Linked DNA regions of Mus musculus: all the other regions are linked to region 4. A link is a contact called in public HiChIP or PLAC-seq data. All regions are on one chromosome and are shown on one strand. Each heading gives the region's core, a stretch centred on a gene start, on an enhancer-like site or on the middle of the called end of the contact. The rest is flanking DNA. Distances are from core to core; before and after follow the strand shown. Region 1 overlaps Maml3 (mastermind like transcriptional coactivator 3). Region 2 holds the start of Mgst2 (microsomal glutathione S-transferase 2). Region 3 overlaps Maml3 (mastermind like transcriptional coactivator 3). Region 4 overlaps Maml3 (mastermind like transcriptional coactivator 3).

The links. HiChIP or PLAC-seq counts read pairs in DNA pulled down with a chosen protein or histone mark.
Region 1: a FOXA1 HiChIP or PLAC-seq map of pancreatic cancer cells shows a contact between it and region 4. The contact joins two enhancer-like sites. A contact is called at or near these places in 1 of 15 datasets of contacts at CTCF or cohesin (the NIH/3T3 cell line), 1 of 484 Hi-C or Micro-C datasets (the G1E-ER4 cell line) and 3 of 115 datasets of contacts at active chromatin or transcription factors (embryonic stem cells, extraembryonic endoderm stem cells and pancreatic cancer cells).
Region 2: a contact with region 4 is called in a FOXA1 HiChIP or PLAC-seq map of pancreatic cancer cells. The contact joins the promoter of Mgst2 here to the enhancer-like site in region 4. A contact is called at or near these places in 1 of 15 datasets of contacts at CTCF or cohesin (the NIH/3T3 cell line), 2 of 115 datasets of contacts at active chromatin or transcription factors (extraembryonic endoderm stem cells and pancreatic cancer cells) and 2 of 9 other capture datasets (embryonic stem cells and pancreatic islet).
Region 3: a contact with region 4 is called in an HNF4G HiChIP or PLAC-seq map of pancreatic cancer cells. The contact joins two enhancer-like sites. A contact is called at or near these places in 6 of 115 datasets of contacts at active chromatin or transcription factors (bone marrow-derived macrophages, cardiomyocytes, embryonic basal ganglia and 3 more) and 1 of 9 other capture datasets (embryonic stem cells).

The regions. Positions count from the first base shown.
Region 1 is chr3:51,964,769-51,968,118 of GRCm38.p6, reverse strand. All of the region lies in intron 1 of Maml3 (mastermind like transcriptional coactivator 3), which reads left to right. Among named protein-coding and RNA genes, the nearest start is that of Maml3, 140 kb to the left of the region's middle. Within about 2 kb of position 2,063, at least 54 of the 459 cell types and tissues checked have an H3K27ac peak or open chromatin away from gene starts, as enhancers often do. A contact at or near this core is called in pancreatic cancer cells, where this site is marked.
Region 2 is chr3:51,659,497-51,662,991 of GRCm38.p6, reverse strand. Mgst2 (microsomal glutathione S-transferase 2) reads right to left here and starts at 1,813. Exons shown (of 5, transcript NM_174995.3): 1 at 1,686-1,813. The coding sequence starts at 1,743.
Region 3 is chr3:52,044,086-52,047,692 of GRCm38.p6, reverse strand. The region is part of intron 1 of Maml3 (mastermind like transcriptional coactivator 3); the gene reads left to right. Among named protein-coding and RNA genes, the nearest start is that of Maml3, 59 kb to the left of the region's middle. Within about 2 kb of position 1,427, at least 377 of the 459 cell types and tissues checked have an H3K27ac peak or open chromatin away from gene starts, as enhancers often do. A contact at or near this core is called in pancreatic cancer cells, where this site is marked.
Region 4 is chr3:51,824,367-51,827,759 of GRCm38.p6, reverse strand. All of the region lies in intron 2 of Maml3 (mastermind like transcriptional coactivator 3), which reads left to right. Among named protein-coding and RNA genes, the nearest start is that of Gm46803, 120 kb to the right of the region's middle. Within about 2 kb of position 2,034, at least 14 of the 459 cell types and tissues checked have an H3K27ac peak or open chromatin away from gene starts, as enhancers often do. A contact at or near this core is called in pancreatic cancer cells and pancreatic islet, where this site is marked.

The sequences.
Region 1 (3,350 bases), core at 814-3,313, 140 kb before region 4:
AGACCATGGCTTCTCCTGGATATTGGGGCAGGAGTCAGAAGGTCAGGGCTGGGGCGCCATGAGACTACCACCTTGCTACCCTGACTCTCAGTTAGCTGCCATGAAAGTACACAGCCAGCGGGTCGTTCCCAGGCTGCCTGATTTGATGGCTTTAAAATAGTGCTGGATCATATACCCCATTCAGTTCCAAACAGCTCATTTAATACAGAAGAAGCCCCGGTGATAGTTCCCTTGGTTCTACGCTTGCCATCCAAGCACTGCAGGGAGCTCTCCACCCTTGTAAAAAGCCAGGTGTGGTGGCACAGGTCTGTAACCCCAGTGCCTGGGAGGCAGAGACAGAAGGGTCCATCCAGGGTCACAGGATGGGTTACCACTGAGGGACAATGTGTTGTTTTTTGGCTTTTCCATGTGCACGTGCATACATGTAAACGCACATGTACGTACATGTGCAAGATGGCCGAGAAGTCCAAAGACGCAGTTCCAGAACAGTGGTCATTTTCTCCTTCTAGATAGCTTACATGGCCTTCCCTGAAATAATTATATAAGCTAACAGTTCCTATCCTCGCTTTGCTGTGCGTTTCAAACCCCTTATTATTTCAGCTACTAGGAACTGGCATTAGATGAGTACCAGGAAGCAACGGCCGTAATGATCAGGATTTCTAAGAAGGACCCGCCTGTTCTATTTCCACTTAGGTTTTTCTGCTTTTTAATGAGTACAGATTATTTTCTTCAAGTTGATGATGGCAGGATTTCAGCTGCAGCCAGCTCTTCAAACTCTTAATCCTATGTCCTCTTCTTAGCCCTTGTTCTTCGGTGTCTTACTTTTCTCTGTGTGCAAATTGGTGCCTACGGCAACTTATGAGCAAGGATGCTTCAGCAAAATGCAGACAAGGGTCCTTCTATGTTTTCTGTGTGTGCCCCAACCCTGTGTGGGACCACGCTCTGTCTCACAGTATCTGTGACCTCACATCGATCATTTCGAAGCTGTCACTTGCCTCTCTCCCAGTTGCATCAGTTTCCCCTCACTGTGACAAAACACCTGGGGTCATTGCCAATTAAAGAAGAAATGGTTTGAATCCACAGTTACTAAGGATTCAGTCCATGATCAGGCCCCACTGTCTTTGGGCCTATGACAAAGCAGTATTCCAGGTTGGAGAAAATATGTTAAAAAGAAAATATCTTACCTTGTGGTCACTAGAAAGTGAAAGAGAGACCCTAGGAAGGGCCAGGGTCCCAGAGACCCAGGGTTCCAGGGACCTCCAAGGATATTCCTCCAATGACTTAACTCTTTTTTAAAAAACAAAAACAAATGTCCTACTACCAATGGAGCCTTCAACACATGAGCTTCTGTGCCAGGAGTTGGGGGATCGAAGCACCCATTTTACCACTTTCATCAAGGGTTCAATTTCTCAGTGGTAACTAAGTTGATATTCCCTGGCATATGGGTCTCTTGGGAAGATTAGGTATGTTGATAAATACAGGTCTCTCAGCATAGTGCCCGGCTAAGGGTAGGTCCATGGGAGTGACTACTAAAGTCCTGTGGTATTATTATTTTCTGTTTTGTTATTTTAATTTGGCAGAAGATGGGACTCTGATTTGCATTGGTCGACACTAGGTTCACCATTGTTTGACCTTTTCAAGGCTAACAGAAGTGCCCCAGTTGAATGAGATAGCATCCCAACAGTCCTTTTACTGCCTGACCACGTATCTTGAAATGTCCCTAGGTGACTTCTTGTTTACTCATGCAGCCAGGAGAGGGATCTGTCCCCTCTGCTCATGGCACCTTAGAACTAGTGCCAAGGTAGAAGAATACTTTTCAGCATCTCGTTTGTTGTAATAAAAAGAGTCAGCTTATTCCAGAAAGTCCACTTCGACCTAGAAAACCTTCGCACAGACATTCTGCCGTAACCTTTGAGCAAATGATGGGTGTCCACAGCCTAAAACTGAAGATCAGGGGCATGTGATGTGTTTACTCACCTGGTGCTTTCAAACTGGCCGCTGTCTCCCACAGCAATCTTGAGGTTGAGTTATGCCACAGGGCTATGTCTTGTCATTACTGGGAGCTGACTGATGATTCAGACTGTACGGGGGAGTGACAGGGCCCATGCTCCCTCCTGTTTGCAGAGCTTGAAAGCGAGTAAACTTGAACTGCGTTTTACTTCAGCCCGACTCCCATGCAGGGCCCTCATCTTCTTCAGTCCTACTCAATAGGAGCCCACCTCCCTACAGATGTTTCTGCTGCTCAGTATCCAGGTTCAGCTCCAGGCTGGGGGTTTTTCTGCTTTCTCTTTCTAACCTCCTTTGGGAGGCAGAAGGGTGGGTGAAATGTACTCATGCTGCATCTCTCCAGTTAGAGAAGATGTTTCCTTTGTTGTCTGACTACACTGAAGTATTTTTCCAATCTGTTGTTATTGAAAAGAGCAACCCCCTTCTCCTGACACCCTTCCCTCAGCTGTAGGGTAGTGGTTTTTCTGTAAACAGAGCGAGGCCACAGGAGCTGTCTCAGTGCTGGCTCTAGCTCCTGCAGCCTGGTGTGTCTGCTAAGCATGATTTCATTCCTCCTTTCTTACAGTTTACTTTTAAAACCTCGGTTCTCCTGAGTTGATTTTTTTCCCCTCTCCTCTGAGTGTTTTCTAGGTTAAGGAAGATTTTATGCACATTGTTTGTCAAATCCTCAATCTCTTGTCTGTCAAGTATGATTGGGAATCCTGGGGGTATTAACCTGTTTTCCTGTGTGTGTCTGTGTGTGTCTCTTCTCTTTTCTCTTTCTCTTCCTCTTCTTCTTCCTCCTCCTTCTCCCTCCCCGTGTGTGTGTGTGTGTGTGTGTGTGTGTGTGTGTGTGTGTGTGTAACTTTAACAGGCCTCCCCCCACCTGGTTATCTTTGAAATTAAGCAGGAAACAGCAAGGGACTCTCCACTGTGAGGAGCCTCTGGCCTCCGCAGGGAGCACCTCCACTCACCACCTTCCTTTTTCATGTAGGACTTTGGACAGGCTCTTTGGTCCCCGTAATCATTTGTTTTACTTCACAAGACATTCTAAACTCTTAAAGAACCTAAAACCATTCTGTTCTGTTTGCTAATTCTTAACTCAGTAGGTAGAAAGACATCTGGAGCTGCAGAATAGAGCCACGGGGAAGGAGGGGCTTATGTCTTTGTTACCATTTTCATCTCTCTCTCTCTCACACACTCAGACACACACATACAAACATATACATACACATACATACACAGAGACACATATACACATAGACATACAACATACACACAGACATACAGACACATGCATACATACATACACACAGACATACAAACATACACAGACAGACATACACACAGACATACAAAACATA
Region 2 (3,495 bases), core at 564-3,063, 160 kb after region 4:
TGGAAAGACTGAATTTCTCTTACCTTTCCTCTTTCCTGGGGCTGGGGGGATGTTTGTGTGCTAGGGACAGTACAAGGGGATACTTCCTCCACCACCGAGGACCACTCAATCACAGAGCCTTCCCCCGGGGAAGCCACTTCTCTATTTGGCAGCTTCTCTGTGCAGATAAGAAGTTTAGGAGGGGAACAGTGGTAAGGACCTATTCTGGGCCAGTCACCACGGAGGTACTTCCTACTCAGGATCCTGTTTAACTTTCTGTGCTGAGGAGATGGAAAAGCAGAAAATCCTGGCCTGGAGCAGTCAGCTTCCGGAAGGCTGAACCACACAGGTCCGGGTGCACTTCCGGAAAGGTGGACTACACAGATCTTGGTGGGTCTGTCTTAAAAGCCTGAATGAATTAGGTGTCCTAATTCTGTGAACAACAAACTTCTGTTGAAGTGGCTGGCTAAACAGTATCTCTCTGTCTCTTTGTCTCCGTGTCTCTCTCTCTCTCTCTCTCTCTCTCTCCCTCTCTCTCTCTGCGATCCACCCCCAACAATTAAACTTTTTTTTTCTGCCACAAACATCATTTTTCTGGTCTCTTCTCTTCCTGTTCTCGTCTTCCATCACCATCGAACTGCCTCATGCCTGGTCCCAGCACACAGTGTCCTCAGCATGAGTCAACACACAAAAGGCTCTCTGTGGGGATAGAGTCTCTGTGGGAAGGGACATGTAGCCCTTGTCCCTGTTGCCCCCCCTTGTAACTGCAAGACCAAGGTACACTGTTTGCTTAGACCCAAATTCTCCAGGGGTTGGTAGCAAATTCCTGCTCTAGTCCACAAAAGCACAGTTTCCCTTATCCACAAAGCAGACTGGCTAGGCTAGCCACTGCGCGAGTGCGGAGACCCTGCTCTCCCACTAAACAGAGCAGTCATTTCCTCCCGGCGGTGTGCAGCCTGCACTATCCCCAGCTCTCAACCCAGGTATCTGGAAGATGCACCCCAGAAAGAATAAACAGGCATTCTTGGTAAGCAACTGTTCACTAAGCATGGAAGGAAGGTAGCATGAGTTGAGGAACTTCGCTCCTGGGCAGACAGAGTCTCCATTTATCCAGGCCGAGGTGGATGTGAAGTCATCCTAGTGGAGATATCTTGTAATATTTAGAATTCATTATGTAATCTAAACTGCATATTTCTGCAGAACTTTACCCTGGTGATCAAATCTGCCATGGGCAATTTTTCTTAAAGACAAAACAAAACGAAACAAAAATGCTTTAAATGTTTACAACCAACTTTAGAGACAGGAATAGTTTCCTGGTGAACATGCCTAACGGCTGTCTGTGCTCTCCATTTTTATGTGCTCACGGCCCTGCCTGAGACTCCTGGGGCTCCCGGCACTGAGATATGAACTGTCACCATAAATGATAGAGTCACTGGGCTCAGAGGCCCACAACATCCCAGAGAGAACATCCTCAAATTCTACCCATCTCGGGGAAGGAGTGGGCAAGCCACTCTGAGCAACTGTCTGCTGGGCACCCAGAACTACCAACAAAATGCAGGCATGAAACCTAAACACTGAAGCAATCTCTCTCTCTCTCTCTCTCTCTCTCTCTCTCTCTCTCTCTCTCTCTCACACACACACACACACACACACACACGTGTGCACACACATACACCCGTGCACACACACAGCTCCAGTGTTCTTACTTTGCTGACAGGCAGAGAGAAGAGAGACTGCAGCCAGCAGGCTTGAATCCCCGGCCATCTTTCTTTCACTCTCTGATCTCTTTCACAGAACTGTTTGTAGGAAGTCAGATGAAGAGCATAGGTGCTTTAGGACCCTGAGGGGCTGGTCTTCTCCTTTATAAAGGCAACAGAGTTGAGTCAACAGGATTGGGAAAGAAAAAAAAAGCAGGATTCAAGGTTGAGTAACAACCTTTGCACTGGAAGAGAAAACCACAGAAGCAGGCAAGGCTGGGCTGCTGGCACAGAACCATATCTGTTTCTTTCTGAACACACCCCAGACACACACCCTACACAGACACACACCCTACACAGACACACACCTTACACACACTTCCTACACAGACTCACACCCTACACAGACACACACCCTACACAGACATACAGATACACAAACACACCAGCTCGCCCTGCGGTGAGCCTTCCAGCCTCAGAGCCTGGGCTACTCTATTTTCTCTGCCTCTTCACCAGCTCTTTGGCCCTTCACTCTGCCCAAAACCTTTCTGAGATCTCTCTAATTCCTAGTGTGAAGTTCTTATGCTAATTTCATATCTATGCTAAGATGACTTGATTCACCTAGTAAATTGAAGATCTAGGATTAAGTGTTCTTGTGTACACACACACACACACACACACACACACACACACACACAAAGACTCCAGATTGACCCTCTTGAGCTGCCTACTGAGTTACTGTCTTTTTTTTTTTTTACCAAATACACACACACACCCCGATCTCTCCCAATTCCTCAACTCCAGCTCCTAAGAGACAAATTAAAAATAAATAAAAGCCTGAAGCCTACGCACCTGCTCTGCCTTATTAGTCATTTTTTGACGCTCTCTTTCACTGGGGACGTGGGGCCTCTGGTCCTCGAGCATCTGTAGTTCCTGCTCTAGGGTCCTGAGGTGTTTAACCACATCTACAGGGTGGAGCAAAGTTCAATGCAAAGGGTCTGAGAGACACCATCTGCCCTGGGGGGCTGGGCCCGAGCCTGGTGATGATGCATAGCTGTCTGGGTGGAGAAGATCATGTTTGCCCAGGAGGCCATGCCTGTCCATGCTAGATTCCTCAGGTGGCTTAAAGATGCCCTTGACCTTGTACCAACAGGGTACTAAGGCTCCCCAGTGTCAATCTTGTCATGCCCCTGTCCCCAACTCACCAGAAACCTTTTGCATCTCTTTTGAGGCAGATTAATCCTGCCATAAATAGGTACTACCTCTAGAAAGGTAGAAGATCACAGCTGGTTGTCTCCTCAGGGCTTCACTCAGGGACATTACTGACCTTCTGCAGAGACAAAATTTGTATGTGATCCTACCATGAGAATATTGCTGTGGAAGCAACAAAAGCCTACAAAACTAGGCTTTGTTTTATTTTTTAAATATATATTGTTGTATGTATATTATCTGAACCAACAGATATAACAGTGAGGCACTGAGTGGAAGGACCAGGGATAAGAAAGACCAAAGCTGGGCCAGGGAGGTCTGTACCGGCTGGTCACTTATGCCAAGCCAGTTTATTAAGAATCATGGCATGATAAAAGCCTGTCTTCAGGGAGAGTAATGGCCAAGGCCAGCAGAGAGCTAAGTCAGACAATGTCAGCAAAGAGAACACAGACTACCTCAGACACGGTTGTTTTAGGACTGCTAACCATAGCCCAGAGTGGAGTCAGGTCCCAGAAGCCACCACCTTGACTCCTTCAGAGCACTGGCTCCGGGATGAGGCAGGCTTTGCCATTCTGAACAAGGACACAGAACTAATGTTCCTTTCGTCCTT
Region 3 (3,607 bases), core at 178-2,677, 220 kb before region 4:
CAAGTGGGGCATTAGTGTTAGCTCTCTCCTGGTGTTGGGCAAGAGACACAGAGGAGGGCTCGGGGCTGAGCTAAGGGGCTGTGCCCTCATCTCAGGGTGCTGGGAGCTGGATTTGAGAAATGTGAGTGAAATAAAATGCAAAAAGCTTTTGCTTTTAGAGATGGGAGATGAGGAGGGAATAGGAGCCCAGCCTGAAGGATTGGTGGACCATCAGTCTCTTTAGAAAGGTCTCTTTAGAAAGAACTCATGGTTTCCAGTTTGGGGTGTGCAGGTCTGTGGGGAGGCACTGAGATCCAAGACAGGCTCTTGCTATCACCCTGGATAACCCACAGTGGCAGAGTCATTGATTTTTGCTCTGTCAAGACAGGGGGAGCAGGAAATGCGTGGAGTGTGAAGTGGGAGGAGCTAAAGCTCTTCCCATGATTAAACTGAATCTGACGGAACCACCGCAGAAGGATGAACCCAAGGTCCGTACACTGTGAGGTCCTTTGAGGAAGAGGCAGGATCACAGGCGGAGGCAACTCTGAGATCCTTGGGTGTCAGCAGCCAAGCTGAAGAAAGGCTGCCCCCGTGTCGCAGTAGGAAGGGATTCATGCTGCTGATTGGACGGCTCTGTGTTCTTGGCTATCGGTGGCAGGCTGCCAAAGCTCCTCTAAGCTGTCACTCACGGCCGGGAGGGCCGGACTTGTGGAGCTTGCCTCTCCAGAAAGTCTTTTTGGCCTTGAGACAAAAGAAAAAGAGCAGCTTATCGCACACTTCAGGATCCAGAGAGCCAGGAATTAATGAGCTAAGACACTGACCGAGGAAGTGGGAGAAAGCAAGGAAGGAGAGGTTCAAATGGTGGTTCTGCTTAGACGATAATGATGGTGATGACGATGATTATAAATCCTTGCAAACAGACATGAAAAGGAGGAGAAAGTTAGACTCTCGGGATCCTTAGGAGCTTCATTTGGGGCCACCATTATCTGAGGAGCCAGTCTCTGTGCTCAGTTGTCCCCAGTGACAGAAAAGAGAAAGAAATCTAAGAGTTCCAGATTTATAGATTTTCTTAATAATAAGGATGACGGTAGATGAGGGAAGGACAAATGGGAGTCTGTGGCCAGCGTGGGCAGGCTGCCTCCTTGTTTTATTTTACTGGTGATTTTCCTTTGCTTTGCACAGATCAGATTTCCCGCTCTGGTATTCAACAAGGAGCACATAGCCCGAGGATAGCAATTAGCTCTCTCTGAGCCCACTCTCCTTTGCACAGCTCTCGCTGACGTGTGCAATTACTAGCACCCCGGCAGCTCTTTTCAGATCTCGGCTGTGCACAGTGGGAAGTCAGGCCCACCATCCCAGAGTCCTCTGCCCAGACTCCTCCTCACCTGGTGCACAGGGACCTTGCCTGCAAATAGAACTGACGTGCCGGGACGTCATCGGGCCTGGCAGAGCTCATTGGCAGAGAAGTTCAGAGTTTTATTTTCAACCTAGAGACAGGCGGAGATAGATCCAGCTAGAACAGGTCTCTTCCGGCTTAGGCCCTCCTCCTGTGGTTGCTGGAGTTGTGGAGGATGGAATGTCAGAGGGAGCGTGCTTCTTATAGCCTCCTGGCTCACAGACTGAAGTTGGCTCCCTACCCCTCCGGCTGGTCCGTCGTCACAGTAGTCCTACGGTGTCCTGCGGGAGCTGCCTTCCCACAGCTTTCTTCTCTGCTTCTTTTCTTTCTCTACCTTGTGTGGTCAGGGTGTGTGTGTGTGTGTGTGTGTGTGTGTATGTGTGTATTCCTCAGGTAGATCCACTTCCAAATGAAGACCCCCCCCCCACCCCCAGCTAAGTTAATTCACTTCAGCTATAAAGTTGCCTGGGTAGACAGGAATGGCTTAAAACTTTAGGAATAAAAACTATAATACAGTGCAGGAAATGTTGCCTTTGTGTGGGAGGCAGAGAAAACCAAACCCTAAGAGGCTGAGATCCACTTCCATTCACCCTTCAAGGGAGGGCATCTTTGCCAAACCTGACTCTCCACAGGAGGATTCATAAATGGTGGTTGTTGTTGTTGTTTTCTTTTCTGGTTCATCTCATACCTGGCTGTGCCTTTAAGGAATGTTTTGGGGGGAGGACAGGGCACGCTTTGAGACCTCCTTCTTATGTATCCCAGACTGGCCTGTAACTCAGGATCCTCCAGCCTCAGTCAGCCTAGTGAGGGGATCGAGGTGGCACTGTGCCAAGCCTACATGTCTTCTTTTAAAAGGCAGAGACTTGCTACCGACCTAAAATCCAAGAGACCACAAAAGCAAGCTCTGGTGTGCCCACTCAGGGCTAGCTGAGGAGGCTCCCAAGTTCCCAGGGATTTTAGGGCGGAACTAGCAAAGGGTTAAGTGCCCCTCCCCCAACCCCCATCCCGCCACTACCTGACTCCACCCCCCCCCCCTCGTTGCTTGAAAGAGCAGTGTGGCCTAAAATGAGGGTTCTCTGCTTTGGCTTCTGTCTCTCTTGCTTGTCCTGACTTAGTAATCGTTCATTGTGACCGGCTTCTGTACATTACCTTGCCTCCTGTCCACAATCGCTCCACAGCTAAATTTCTGTTGCTTTTTAATTATCGCCATCATTATTTGGAACCGACGCGATGTTTTAAGCGAGATGTTTCGTCTTCTCGGTTGCCCCAGTGAAGAGGCCCGAAAAGGACCACAGCCCAGCCGGAGTGGGCCTCCCCTTCGAGGAAGCCCCTCGGCCACTCCCACCCTGGTGGGTTGTTTGTGTCTCACCCCATCAGCCACTAGGTCTTAGTAGGCTCCTGTCCCCCAAGGGGGTTTCTCTTGTGCTGTATTCCTGGGCCTGGCCTCTGATTCCACACATTGAAACGCAAATGACAGCAGTAATTGGCTGAGAGATAAACCTCAAGGAGCGTGTGAGCCGGGCTGCGGGGAGTTAAGTGGCTAAGTGACAATTACCGTGCCGCAGCCTTGGGATCAGCAGCAGCCGGGCCGTTCTCGTACAGGGTTTTAAAGGAGCAATATCACATTAATTGGAGGCAGGCTTCTGGGTTAACAGGCCTTACCCGGCCTCCCAGCTTATTTTATTCTACTTTAGGGATGAGAGTGAGTGGGTGGAGAAAGGCAAGTTTGCCTAGTCTCTCCTCCCAGCTCCAGGCTCCATTCCCCTCTTGCCCCCAGGAGAGTTTGAGAGATTTGTGTCCTTGACTCTGGTAGGCAGATCAGATCTTTGGTTTCATTTGGAGATATAAAAGCTGTAAAAGTTGCTTTGCAGTAGGAGGTGACTGTGATAACTGTCAGTCATAAGGGTTTGGTGACCACAAAGGACCTCGACTCAGCCAGACCTGCCATCTTTCCCACCAGGCAGGCAATTAACCCTCTGATTTTTTTTTTTCCTTTTTCTTCTTTTCTATTAAGTTTCTATTCCAAAACTGAGTTTCCCGGTCAGATATAGCAATAAGCAGCAGAGGCGACACCTCCCTGCGGCTTGTAGCCCTTTCCAGTCAGAGTGAGAGAAATCAATAAAACTATGAATTCTCTCTTGCTTACTCAGTAGAAACCCTTACTGCAGAGAAAGGCGGGGTCCTTGTAGGGAGAGGAATCCAGTCTAGAATGAGCTGGGCTAGGCCTTCCTG
Region 4 (3,393 bases), core at 785-3,284:
TGCCGAAATGGAAAAACTTAAAATCACTCGATGAAAGGTTAAAGGAACTGAGTGTATTTTGCCTGAAGTAGCAAAGACTCGGCTACTGCATAATAGCATTTTCGAATATGAAAGGTTCTCATATTGTAGACGGTTTAGATTTATCTTCTACCCAGGGGCCGAAGGTGGATACTTCAGAAAGACAAATTTGGGCTCCGTCTCAGGAAGGATGCGCTAATATTCTCAGCTGCTCAAGGATGGCGACAACCTGTGCGGGAGGAAATAAGGACCCGATGGCCACTTGATGAATTGATGAGCACACTCCATGTCCTCTAATGTCCCAGCTCTGTAGTTCTGAAATCGTGAAGATGCACGGCAATGACTCTTAGACGGAGACAATAGGCAAGAAGACCCGCTATCACTGTATTGAGTCCCGTTATGAGAACGCAAGCTTATATTATATGGTGCATGTGTGTTCACGCGCGTGGGCATGCATGCGGAAGCCAGAGATCAACCTTAGGTGTCGTCTTCCTCTGTCACTATTCGCCTCTGTTTTTTGAGACGGGGTCTCTTAGTTTTACCCGTTGAGACTAGGTCAGTAAGTACCAAGTAAGTACCTCCTCTCCACATTCCTCACCTCGGGGTTATAGAGGTGTGAACACCACCCCTTGCCTTTTCTCACATGGATGCTGGGAATTCCAACTCATGTTCCCATGCCTGAGTTGCACACTACATCCCTACAGCCTTTTATTGGTTTCTTAAACACCAACCAGCATGAGACTCTTGTGACGAGACGTTCCGTTCAGGCTCATGGGGGCATGGTGTGGGGAGACTCCCATCTTGTGCAGGAGCAAGCAAGCTTCCCCTTCATTGCCTGTCTCCTTGTCACTGTGGCTTTGCAGGTGCCATGAGTCAAGAGCACATACTGAGACCTCCATCTTTACTGGACTCCTACAGGGGGCACAGTTCTCTAGCCTGTCTTCTTTGATCTCTGAGTGTTTGCCCGCCCCACCTCTGCCCACACTCAACCAACTGTAGAGGAAGCTGACTTCTCTCTCCTTTCTTTTTGGTGTTAACATCGCTAATATCTGTGGCGCCTCCTTGCTTCAGGTCCCATTCATTGTTTAAGTCACAATGCTTCGTTATGCTAATTAACCCTCTTTGATGTTGTCTTTCTGTTGCCTTGTGGTGGTTTTCATTCAGTTTTTTTTCCACTACTAGAATTTAAAATTCAGAACTACATCAACACTGAGAAACCAATTTTCCTCCTTTTTGTGCGTTAGATTTATTGTTGCCTTAAGCATCTGTTAATGTTACGAAACATCATTCAGATATGGTTTATTAGTTGCGGTTTCTTTAGAGTTACAGATTATATCCCCCAATAATAGTAAAGGCTATGACTGTTGATGTGCTAATTCCGAATGGATAGGATGGGGTGCCAGAGTATCCCAGTAGTCCCCGACATTTACAAGTGTAGGGTTGCCTTTTTGAAGGTCCAGGCCTTGCATGGCTGCCCTGTCACTCCAATTCCTTCACCCATTTCATAATTTCACATGCCTCGGACGGGTGGCTTGGAGTCTACCTTACCCTATGTAGAGAGCATCAAGATGGAGCCATCCATTCCCTCTCCTCTCAGCGACGGTTGACGGAGCAGCCATGTTCACCCAGCCTTCCCAGAAGGACTGTGAGCTGGAGGAGAGAGCTGAGGCCCACAAAGGCTTCCCGGCATTGCAGGTGCTTAGCCACACCTTTTCGTCATCAGGATGCACCTTCCCAGAGTCCTCTTCTCTTCTCCCTTTTGAATTGGAACTTCACATACAATCAAAGCCTTAGTCTTTCTGTTGCCGCCTCTAACTAGACCAACCGACAGGCGTCCGGGTTATAGAACATGCTTTGTGCTGGGTGCCTGTTTCCTTTGCTCTTTTCCTTCCCAGGTACTGAAACCTTAGACAAGGGCTTGCCCCCAAACAGGTGCTCAGCGGCAGTTTTGTAGGGATGTATTGATCCTGAAAGACGCAGGCGCCCGTGGAATTCCATTAGCAAACAGGCCCTGACGGAGACAGCACATGGCAGCACACTCGGGCGGAATGCTATGTAAACAGCCCTGAAGGGTGACTCAGAGTTCCTGAGCCTTCATTTGGGATATAACCATTTTTATAAGGCTCTTAGATGAAGAAGCCTATAATTATTTTTCTCATTATGAGTTTATTTTGCATTCCTATGGCCTCATAAAAATTTGTGCTGCCAGATGAATATTAAAACCAGTAATTTCTTCTTTACTAACCTGAGCTAGTCTCCCTGAATCATAGCAGACTTTAGAAGTGTGGAATGTGTGCTTATACACCTTTATAAAGTGGCTACAAAACACAAGGTTTGGGCACTATGAAACATCATATTTTGATTATTTTCCCTTCTTGGTTGAATCTCTTGTGTTTTTAAAAAATACATAATAGAAAAGGCCAGTCTGCTTTGATGCAGGTGTGTGCCTAGGCTGATCAATCTAGTATGTGTGCTGTAAAAGAGGCAGAAAATGAAGAGGGGCCTTTTGGAAATGACTCTAACTGTAAAGCCCTCCTGAAGCCATTTTTCGAGGACAGCTTTCTTTTCTCTGATATATGCATTGATAAAGTTTTTGTTCTGACACCGGTTCATCTCTTTGCCTGAAATGCACTTTATCTTGCGGGAGCTTCATTTGCCCAGACCTCCAGAAGTGTCAGGCCCTGAGATTTATTACCTACCAGCAGGTAGCATGGGATGAGGCTCATATTCAAATAGAAGGAGGACAGGATCACTTAATATATAACACCTGCTCCAGCGACACCCCATTCATCCTCAAACAGCTCTCTTGGAAGCCTCAGCCATCGGAATGTGCCCGTCTCTACTGCTGAAGGCACCTAAGACACAGACTTCCAGGCTCAAATCCATTGTCTCAAATTGAATGTGGATGGAGGTCAGCGATTAAGTAAGCTTGGTTTCCCTTTCTTCTGGGCGAGAGCACATGGATGAGTTAGCAAAAGTTCGGAGGCTGTGGAGGGAGATTGAGAACCGTGACCATATGTCCTAGAGTAAGTCCATGATTCCCCACCTAGGCTAGAGCCAACAAACACAGCAGGCCATCCTACCAGAATAACCGGTGTGACAGCTGCCATCTAGATAAAGCCTAGGTAACCCACATCCGTGGTTCCAGCGTGCAGCACACGAGTGGCCTGGTTCTCTCAAAAGCACCTACTCTAAGTGACATTGCATAGTGATCACTTGAGACGCAAATTTCTTGACCTGGGGACTCTGGTTTGGCACTGCAGTCTTCTGGTGCCACTCCTGGACCAATGAGTCGTCAGCGCGGGTTTGTCCATGAAAATGTCTCTGGCGGCGACATGGAACATGGAAGGAATTGTTCTATACAGTGCTCTGTCG